Regions from separate parts of the Anser cygnoides genome. Here regions 2 and 3 are each linked to region 1. The links are chromatin contacts, called in public Hi-C maps. All regions are on one chromosome and are shown on one strand. The core of a region is the stretch at or near the end of the contact, and the rest is flanking DNA. Distances in the headings are between cores, read along the strand shown.

The links. A called contact is a pair of places that touch in the nucleus more often than the background predicts.
Region 2: a Hi-C map of liver shows a contact between it and region 1, with 5 times the contacts expected there. The contact joins two enhancer-like sites. A contact is called at or near these places in 2 of 7 Hi-C or Micro-C datasets (both in liver).
Region 3: a Hi-C map of liver shows a contact between it and region 1, with 9 times the contacts expected there. The contact joins two enhancer-like sites. A contact is called at or near these places in 3 of 7 Hi-C or Micro-C datasets (granulosa cells and liver).

Annotation. Positions count from the first base shown.
Region 1 is chr3:56,564,969-56,568,128 of Taihu_goose_T2T_genome, reverse strand. All of the region lies in intron 5 of ARID1B (AT-rich interaction domain 1B), which reads right to left. Among named protein-coding and RNA genes, the nearest start is that of ARID1B, 160 kb to the right of the region's middle. Within about 2 kb of position 1,273, at least 3 of the 3 cell types and tissues checked have open chromatin away from gene starts, as enhancers often do. A contact at or near this core is called in liver, where this site is marked.
Region 2 is chr3:56,422,791-56,425,925 of Taihu_goose_T2T_genome, reverse strand. The region is part of intron 2 of ARID1B (AT-rich interaction domain 1B); the gene reads right to left. Among named protein-coding and RNA genes, the nearest start is that of ARID1B, 23 kb to the right of the region's middle. Within about 2 kb of position 1,590, at least 3 of the 3 cell types and tissues checked have open chromatin away from gene starts, as enhancers often do. A contact at or near this core is called in liver, where this site is marked.
Region 3 is chr3:56,332,511-56,335,733 of Taihu_goose_T2T_genome, reverse strand. No RefSeq gene overlaps it. Among named protein-coding and RNA genes, the nearest start is that of ARID1B, 67 kb to the left of the region's middle. Within about 2 kb of position 1,408, at least 1 of the 3 cell types and tissues checked has open chromatin away from gene starts, as enhancers often do.

The DNA.
Region 1 (3,160 bases), core at 24-2,523:
CACGCGGTGAATGTGGCGGACGTAACCCTTTTCCGTCGTTTTGAGAAAGCAAGACTGTCTCTTTAATTCAGATTTCGCAGCGAACAGTTAAGAGGCTCTGCGGACCCCAACTTATTAACCTGTGCCAATTTAACTAGTATTACTCAAGAGGTTCAGAAACCTAAAAATAGGTGTTAATCTGCGCGGACTGACAGCAACTAATCAGTACCTGCCCTGTCACAAGTTCCGTCCCTCCTACTCATTACACGGAGGGGGGGGGGCAGCACACGGGGAGGTAAAAAAAAGGAGAGACCCTGGTGTTTCCTTTTTTTTAATTCGTGTGCAGCTTTTCGTGAGGGGAAAAAAAAAATAAAAAAAAAACGAGATGTTTATATGGTAGGGCTCAATGTGAAAACTTGTTTCCGTACCAGCAAGCAATGGCTTCCTGAAAGCAAGAACTGTGTGCGTGTCTACCAAGCCACTCCGTCCAAAGCGATGAGGCTCTTTATTTTCACTCGGATCGAAAACAAGCGAGCACAGTTCACATCCACCCTAGTGCTGGGTCTCGTTAGCTGCGTTGGTGTGCGATGTGAAGTTTTAAGGGCCCGAGTTTTGCTCTGCCGAGAGCTGTTGGCCTGGCTCTACCCACAGAGCCGTGGATGGGAGCAAATGGCCAGCGGGGCGCAGGCCCCATGGTGGCCTTGCTCCGGTGGGTCCAGGGTTACGGCTGCTGGGAAGGGCCCCAACCAGCCACAACTGTCCCCCAGAGACGTACTTTTGGGGGAAAAGTGGGTTTAAAATTAAGAAACTAGTCAGCCGGGCTGGCTCACGGCTGAAATGAGGGATGAGGAGCGCTCGACTGGGCTGGGTGTTTCGTGCGTAACTCGTGCTATCCGGGATGTGCCGGATTTCGTTGAAGGGAAGGAATATTTTCGCAGGAAGTACCAAAATAATGTAAAACAATGCTGTAAGGCCATTGTGAGGAGAGGGAAGTAAACAACAGCGGGTTAACGGGGGGGGGGGGGGGGGGGCGGGGGGAGGAGGGGCGCTTTGCGAGCTTCGTTTGTGCGTTACTGAAAAGACAGAGAAAAAAAAAAGGAAAAAAAGAAAAGAAAAAAAAAAAAAAAAAGAGGCGAGGCAGGGCCCGGAGCGGGCTCTCCCGCCGAAGGCTGCCGCCCGCCCGCCCGCCAAATGGCCGCGCGGTGCCGGCGCCCCAACGGCCGCCCTGCGCCCGCGCCCGCAGCTGCGCCCGCGCCCCGCCGCGCGCCAATGGCGGCCCGCGCGCCCCTCCCCCGCCGCGGCGCGACCAGACCTGTTTTTGTCTGCGGCGGCGGCGCTCCGGGCCGCGCCGCTTCCTCCCGCCCTCCTCCTCCTCCTCCTCCTCCTCCTCCTCCCCCCCCTTCCCTGCCCCCCCACCCCCCGGCCTGGTTTTTCCATCCCTTCCCAGCCACCCTCCGCTCGCGTTAATTACGCGCAGCGAGCCGCGGCCCATCCAGGCCCCAAGTTGTGCTCAGAAAGGGGGGGGGCGCGGGGCAGGGGCAAGGGGACCGCGGCGGCTGAGGGCTCGCCGCTTGGAGGCTTTCTCCGCGCTCAGCCGAAACTCCCCCTGCTGCCACCCCCAGCTCTCGGGGACCATCGGTGTCGGTGGGGCCCACACGAAACATAAAAAGAATAAAAAAATAAAAAAGGGGGGCGAGTTAGAGCAGAGGGGCTCGGCCGGCCGCCCCCGCGGCTGGGCTCCTCAAGTTTCCTCAGGAGCGGCCGGCGCTGGGCAGGGGCTGCCGTGAGGGGCTGCCCTGGGGGCTGAGGGGCTGCCTGTGCCCGGCGCGGTGCGGGCAGCGCCCCCCGCCCTGTGCAGCGCTGAGGCGGGCGTACAAAGGCACATCTGTGCGTGCCGGAGGGCCGGCCTGACGTGTTTGCTGCTCGCAGCAGCTGCGGTTTCTGAGGAAACAAGGCTGATTTTCTAGTCAGGCTGGGAGATTTTTTTTTTTTTTAATTTTTTTTTTCTCCCCCTTTCCAAGCGCCTACGTGCGGGGGAGGGGAGCGGGAGCGGCGGGGGGAGGAGAGGAGAGGAGAGGAGAGGAGAGGAGAGGCCGCGCCGCAGCGGAGCCTCGGCGGGGGAGGGGCGGCGGCGCGCGGGCTGCCGGGAACGCGCCCGCCGTGAGGCGATCGCTGCCCGGCCGGCCGCTGCCTGCCGGCGGTGGGGGTTTTGGGGGTATTTTTCTTTAAAATCAGCTTTTGTGGCCGTGCGGCTCTTCCGCGAGGGCTCAAAAATCCCTTTCGGGCCTGCCAGCTCGAAGCAAAATAATCCTAACTCCTCTAACTACACATTGGGGGGGGGGGGGGGGGGGGGGGGCGCGTGCTGACAGGGACTGGGGGAAAGCCAGGACGAGATAAAAACGCACGTGGAAAGGGCGCTGCTAAGTTGGGAAAAAAGAAAGTATTAACTGCAAAGGTTGGGAGATAAACGTCTGTGCGCTTTGTTCTGGTACTAAACGTGTCAGGCAAAACTTACGTCTCGTGTAGCTGTTTATTTTTCAAGTGTCCAAACATTTTCCTGTGCACACACCGTAACAAATTAATTTCACTGATGTTTAGCACTTGAGATCGCACTAGACAAGCAAGGAATTGATTCCCAGATATAAAAGCTAATGCTACAAATTTTCAGACTCGATTGCCTACAAGTAGATACCTATGTTCGTATTTAGTCACTGAAATAATTGGCCTAATTTTCAGAAATGATAAGCACTCGCATTTTCAATTAATTTCACTTCTCTGAAAATCAGGCCACTATGTATCTAATATGACCTAGGTTTGAAAATGCTGTCTTTCTCTGAAACAGAAAAAAACTACAACAAAAAAACAATTATTACATCCAAATACCGGCATAATTACTTAATATTAAATGTGGAGTGACTAGAAAGGGAAATAATATATTTATTGGGTGACGGTATCTAATGCCACGGAAGCCACATGACAATTACATTAAAAATATTCAAAGCTCTGTGTGAATCTCTTCCTTAGATTGGTTCCAGTTATTGCTGTGGAAAAGGTTAATATAAACAACTCCCACCCTGACAGAAAACAAAGCCCACATTTACAAATTGTCAGGACTGACCCAAAACCTTTGGCCATATTAATCACACTTAGTGCACATTTTCCCACAAAGGAATTAAAGAGA
Region 2 (3,135 bases), core at 341-2,840, 140 kb after region 1:
AAACAGTACCTTGAGGTTCTCAGGCTAGATTCATCAGAGGATGTGTCACAGCCCTGAGGCTCTCAGTAGCCAATGCTACAGCTCAACAAGGAAGAGAAAAATCCATTCATAAACCCAGAAAATTGTAAGTTAAAAAAAGCAGAACCCCACCCAGAATACCAGTTACTTCTATTTTGTCTGGCAAAGAGGTTCTCAGCTTCCTAGACAAGTAAACACCTTCACTCACTGTGCATGGCTGCCATCTGGAACCCAAAAAAAAAAATTCCCTTACCTACTTTGTACAGCTCTTACACAAACACGGGGTTAGATGGACAGAAAAGGATGTACTAAAAATAGTGTCTGTCGGGGAAGGAGCAGAGAGCAGCCTCGAATGGAAGGAGGGGAGTGCTGCAGGAAGGCTCCCTGCAGAGCCGTCCTGGAGTGGGAGGGGAAAGCACAAAGTCCTGGAAGCCAGTGAGAGACAGGAGGAGGAAAAAATATTCCACATCAGCTCCAGATTTTAAGGGGAAAAAAAACTCTTCCTAAGCCTAATAAATATTCAACTGGATTTGAATACACTTTCTCAGTTACTTGGCTTTATCAGCAGAATTAAAATTAAAGGTTAGATGTATTTAATAGCCGGGGAAAGCCCTAGCTGAGAAAGTGACATTACCGACACTGGGGAAAACAGCGTGCCCACAAAAACGTATAGCCCATCACAACTAGGTCACAAGCCAGAACTATACACCACAGTTAGCTGCAGAGTTTTTTTCCCCACTCCAAATGTTATATATAGTTCTGTATTAACACACACACACACAAAAAAAGGTATGCTGGTCATATATCCTCAGCATTTATGGCAAATTATTAATCAAGTCCCACCTGAAACAATTTGTTAAATTGATTTTAATCACTGGGCCTCTCATGTGAAGCTTTGTATAATCAGCATTTCATTTACAAAATTAATTGCCTGATTGATTCTCAAGAGGCAGTAGCTGTCATTACACTGCTGTCATAACTTTTGAGTAGGGGTGTCACAACACTGAATCCTGACAGTATGAAGAGCACTGCTATTTAAAAATTGAGGGCGGGGAGGTAGGGGGGAAACAAATACAGTGATTTCACAGAGTTGCTCTTTAGCCCGACAGAACGTTAAAACCATTTCGTATCAGTTTCAGACAGCCTCCCTGTTTTCCACTCATTGAATAATGTAGTACTCAGCTATTCAGTCGCTTTCCTGAGAAGCAGGTCCATTTAATTCAATTTTATCATAGTTGTGGTTGCATAAAATGAGTTTGTTGTTGACTATACAAAAGATTTAATCACAGGCCACTCTAAGGTTGTTTGCAGAGCAGAGTTTGACTTTCAGACGCGTGGAACTTTTTCCACATCCACAACCTTCTGGAAAGTTATTTCCAAGCAGATTTTTTTTGTTGTTGTTTTCAGTCAGACCAAAGGAAAACCACAACTTTTCTTATCGAGGACCTCCTTTAAAGCTTTTGTTTGTTTGTTTCCCCTCCCGCAGTATTTTGAAGCTCCGTGTGAGCCTCGAAGCAGAGCTCCTCCGCGCCCCACAGCTGCGGCATTCTTGGAAAAGCCCGCAGCTCCGCAGAGCCCGGCGGCCAGCGGCCGGGGCACTGAGTCATGAGACAGGGCTGCTATTCCTGGCTCAGCAGCTGACCTGCTATGCAAACACGAGCACAGCACTTCACCTTTCTGTGACTGGGTTTTCACTCTCGTAACAGCAAGTATTATATGCTCTCTTAGCAAGGAGGAAGATGGGCAGACTTTGGGGAAGGCCGATGTCAGTTATCATCCGCAGGAATCAGGATTTGGAGTCAGAAATGGTAGGCTATCGGAGAGAAAAAACTCCAGAAGTTTTTAAAAGGAGAAATCACAAATGCTCTAACCATGTGCTCTAGATTTTCAGAAAGCTACCTTCACAAGGTAAACTTATTTAGAAAAATACAACCTAAGCTTCAGCTAGACCTCTTAAAACACTATTAATGCCTCCAAGAAACAGACCTATTTCTGAGACAACTCCAAAAAGAAGCCCCTCAACTTCTCCAGTTCAGCTTTAAGCACTGGATTGCATCAAGTACTCCTGAATAAAATGAATTCAAAACATCTAGGCCATGCTCTGAGACTACAGTACTATAAAAAAAGCAAACAGCAACTCTAACTGATTTATACCTATTGGTGGCATTTGTAATGCACCTCATCAGACGCAATTCCAGGATCAGCCAGAGTCCCGATCGCAGGCGAATCTAGGGGGCATTCCAGAAAACACGGCTCCCCACCCCCAAGCTCCTGCTCTCCCCCTGACACTGCTCTCTGCCAAGTGCCCTGTCATGCCCTGCGTGCGCGCAGCACAGGTTGCTTTGGCACGAGCAGACTGATGCAATTTTCATCTCTTTTTGCAGGTCTCCGAGTTCACGATGATTAAAATCAGAAGGAAAAAAAAAACCACATGCAAAATAGATAGGCTACTGGGATAAAGAGGCATCGAAGGATAACAGAATGGACAACTCCACCAGGCAAACAAAGCAGTAAGTTGTTTTCCTTGCTCGTAGCAGTAATGTGAGATTGCAGCTAGGGGAAGTTCACAAAGTTCTGCCCCCACTGAGAAATGGTTGCCAGAGCACTATATTCCTCTGACACACCAGGAAGAGAAGATCACACAAAGGAGAAAAATCAGTTACCCTACTCACACTGTGATAGACTGGGATGTTAAAAAAGAAGTGTAGAGCACTGACTTGCTGTATTCATCAGTTTCTAGCCTCTTAGCAGGTAGCTTACTCATTAAACTAGCTTTTTCTCTCTTTAGCCTGAACTCACCCCCACCCCACCCCCATTATGGAAGAAATGGTTTTAATTAAGTAAGAAAACAGGGGAAAGCCCCTAGCCAGAGCCAATACACACAAAATTCCTAAAGGATATATTTAGGATCAGGATAATTGGAAGGCAAATTCAGATCTACAACAGAAGCCCTGTCACTTCTCCAACTGCCAAGAAACTGTTCCTCTTGTAACATATTTTCTATGTTAAAACTGTTTCCTGTAGAGACTGAAAAAAACTTGGTTGTAAATAGCACAAAATATTAATAGTTACCTGGAAACTAACTGGCTTTTTTTTATTACTGTTTTTAAGAACTTT
Region 3 (3,223 bases), core at 159-2,658, 230 kb after region 1:
TATGAAAAACCATAAAGAACTTAATGGAAAAATCCTATAGATTTAAAAGCAAAATACCATCTCTACCACCCAACTCTGTGGGATGATTCAAAGCCAAATGAGAAGAGACTAAGTAATTTACATCTCTGTATATTAGGAGCAATTTCTTAAAAGCGGAATATTGTTTTTACTGTGAAACTGACATCAGGGTTGAGTCAAAGAAACCCGTTATAGTATTTTTGGATTTAACTCTTCCTGGATCAATTGGAGGTTAAGAGTGATGGGAAGGTGGAATCAAGTGGGAAACGTGTTGCAATGCTGTATTCCTCTGTTATATCGCACGCAAGAAGGATCATCTCGCAGAACACTTCCAGTGTGGAGCGTGTGGCTCCTGAACTCTCTCCATCCTGCAGGTTAAGCGTAAGAACTGTCTTTCTAACGTTAAAGGAGGGCAGTGGACGTGGTGGATGCTCTGCCATTAGAAATGTTTAGGTCAAGAATTGCTCCGTGCAAGCTACAACTAATTAAGAAGAAATAGATGCAGGCTGAAATCTGTGCCTGTACTATATGGCAGGTGAGGTTGGATAAGATGGTTGCAGTGGTCCTTTTTGGTCCTAATGATTCAGAAAATCCTGCAAAGCGTTTGCATAGGGGACTGTCAGCATGCGTGCTTTCATTTCTTAGGGCACTGCATGAATTGTATAAAATCATAGGCTGACTTAAAAATGGTGAAAGTATTAGGCCCACATTCCACTGTTCTGATACAATGAAGGAATTAATTTTAAAAAATAATTCTGGCAAGTATTCTGGTAAGCTGAAAGGCGACTAGAAAGTGCCTTCTCTTTCAGACAGTGCAGGCAAGTCGCTAATTGCACTAAACTAACTTCACTGAAGTGCAGAGCAAGAGAGCAGATAACACAAAAATGTATTAGTTGCCTTTGTTGCAATATAAAAGACTGTGGCGAGGGATTAGGTTTTTCTGTTCAGCAGAGGAATGGCCTTAGTTTCTCTCCCCCTCCACGTCTCCCTTTCTGCTGCAGTTCAAGAACCTCGAGACACACAAAACAATTTGGCAGCGTCAGCAGCACAGTTTGACAACACTCGGGGTGGCACAGCGCTGCCCCACGGAACAGCTTCCCGACGCCCTTTGAAGATCGCAGCTTACGAGCAGGCTGTACGCTGAGAACATTTTTATGGGAACGCGCAGGCAAACAAACACAGATGGCTGCACTTGCCCTCCCCCTCCCCTTCCCCGGTGGGTAATCGGCGCTTGTATTCACGCACGTAATTATTGGGGATAATGCCGTATTACTAGGTCGGGCAAGTTTTTGTCGGGAAGGTTCACCTGGTAAGCAGCACATGGTGATGGATGAGTTTTGTGTTACTTCACTTTGCTCGGGACCGGTGCCAATCGAATCACCGCCTGGCTGGGGTACCAGGTAATCAGGCACACCCAGCCTATCTCGAGCGGTGCTTGCCCGGGCCAGTCTTGTGTGAAAACAGCTGGGACGGGTGCCATACCGAATGCATTCCCGTGAAATGGCTGGAAAAGTTCAGCTGCACTTTGAGGACGTGGTGCTACTTTTCTTGCGCTTACGGGAAAAAAAAAATAAATTAAAAAAAAATAAAAATTGAACGCCGTGAGGAAGCTTGGAGGCCGAAGTGGTGAGGATGAAAAGCAGCGGTCGCGGCGCAGCGGTTGGCTTTCAGCTGAGGCCGGGGAGGAATGTGGGACGGCTCCCACAACATCTCGCAGCCTTGGGAATCTCTTCCGTTCCAGCTCCGCGTGCTCCGCGCTGCCTGCGAGGGCACGGTCGGATGTTTGCTTGAGAAACAGCTGCGGTGGTTTAACAAGTTACTGCTTGATCAGCTATTTGTTACTGCTCCCCTCTGCCGGGGCGCAGTAACTGAATACGTGGGCTCTGCCCGGCTGTTGCAGCGCGGGGGAAAACAGGCTGGCTCCAACCCTTCGCAGGTAGGGAGGGTTGCCACATCTGAGCTGTGGGGGCAGTGATAAATGGTTAAGGGGCAGCGACTGCTTAAGCAGAGGCAGCTGCCTCCGAAACGAACGTCTGACTGTGCCATAAAAGACACTCGACACCATTAAACATCGGGCTGTCAGCAATAATTACAGAACGTGTTCGCACTGTTTAAAAAAGCAAAAACTACAGAGGGGAAGAGAAGTGACATGAACACTCAAATGTGAAGAAACTAAATAACTACACTTGGAAAAGTAAAGTGTTGTTTATGCGACTAGAGAGTGCTGGTCCAAAAAAATGCAATTTAGGAGCAAGTTTTGCCAGGGAACCTTTCATGTAGGAAGTGGGAATGATGAAGAGAAAAACTGCCTGGCCCTTTTGCTGTTTGCCCCTTTCTTTCTCTTTCCATGTGTTGAAAGATAGGCAACCTACACGGCACTTTTGTAATTCTGATTGTTTAATGTAAACAAAGTGTTGTATCAGGCGTATATAAACTCACCTGTCTGCTTCAGTGTGCATGAGATATTGCAAGGCAGGTCTTCACCAAGGACACTAAACAACGAAGTCCTTCTTTGTGTCTTGTAGTCGATGAACGAACACCTTCAGCAGAAGAGTCACACTTTAGGCAATGTGTGGCTTTTTACCTACGGTCGTCACAGATGTCTCCAAGGGCTCTCAGGCAAAATAATCAATGAAAAAGTGTGGGTTCTCAACTGGTTTATGCTAGGTGTTTGCTTTCATTGCAAAATCAGCTTCGAGTTTCTTCATCCTGGCCATTTTCCCCTGTCTGTGTGACTCTTTACATAGATGGGAAGGCGTGAATGTAAAACCATAGGCACTTGCAGTGGACACAGGAGGAGGTGTAGTGCTGCAAATGTATTCTTTTTAAGAGATTAGATTTAAAACTGCTTCTGGCTCTCCCAAGAGAGCTTCTTTTTTGATGCTCTACAGCATTATAGTTCAGATAATAGTAAAAAAAAATAATAATTCCAAAGATGTGTGTAAAATGTTATGGAAGGGCTATTCATATCCTTCAGTTTAGTGGCTTAAGTAGAAGCACTTTCTGAGGCTCGCATTCTCTCAGCCATGTGTGGAGCCATTTGGAGTCCTTACCCCACGTAGGACTGCCTGTGACCACGCTTCTTGCCCAGCACCCTGGTTTTGGTACTTCTGTCATGGGCTGACATGTTCCGTTCACATTGCCATAAGCTTCAAGCAGGCAACAGGTACTCACTCTGGCCATGCTGTTCCAGAAACCCACTCTT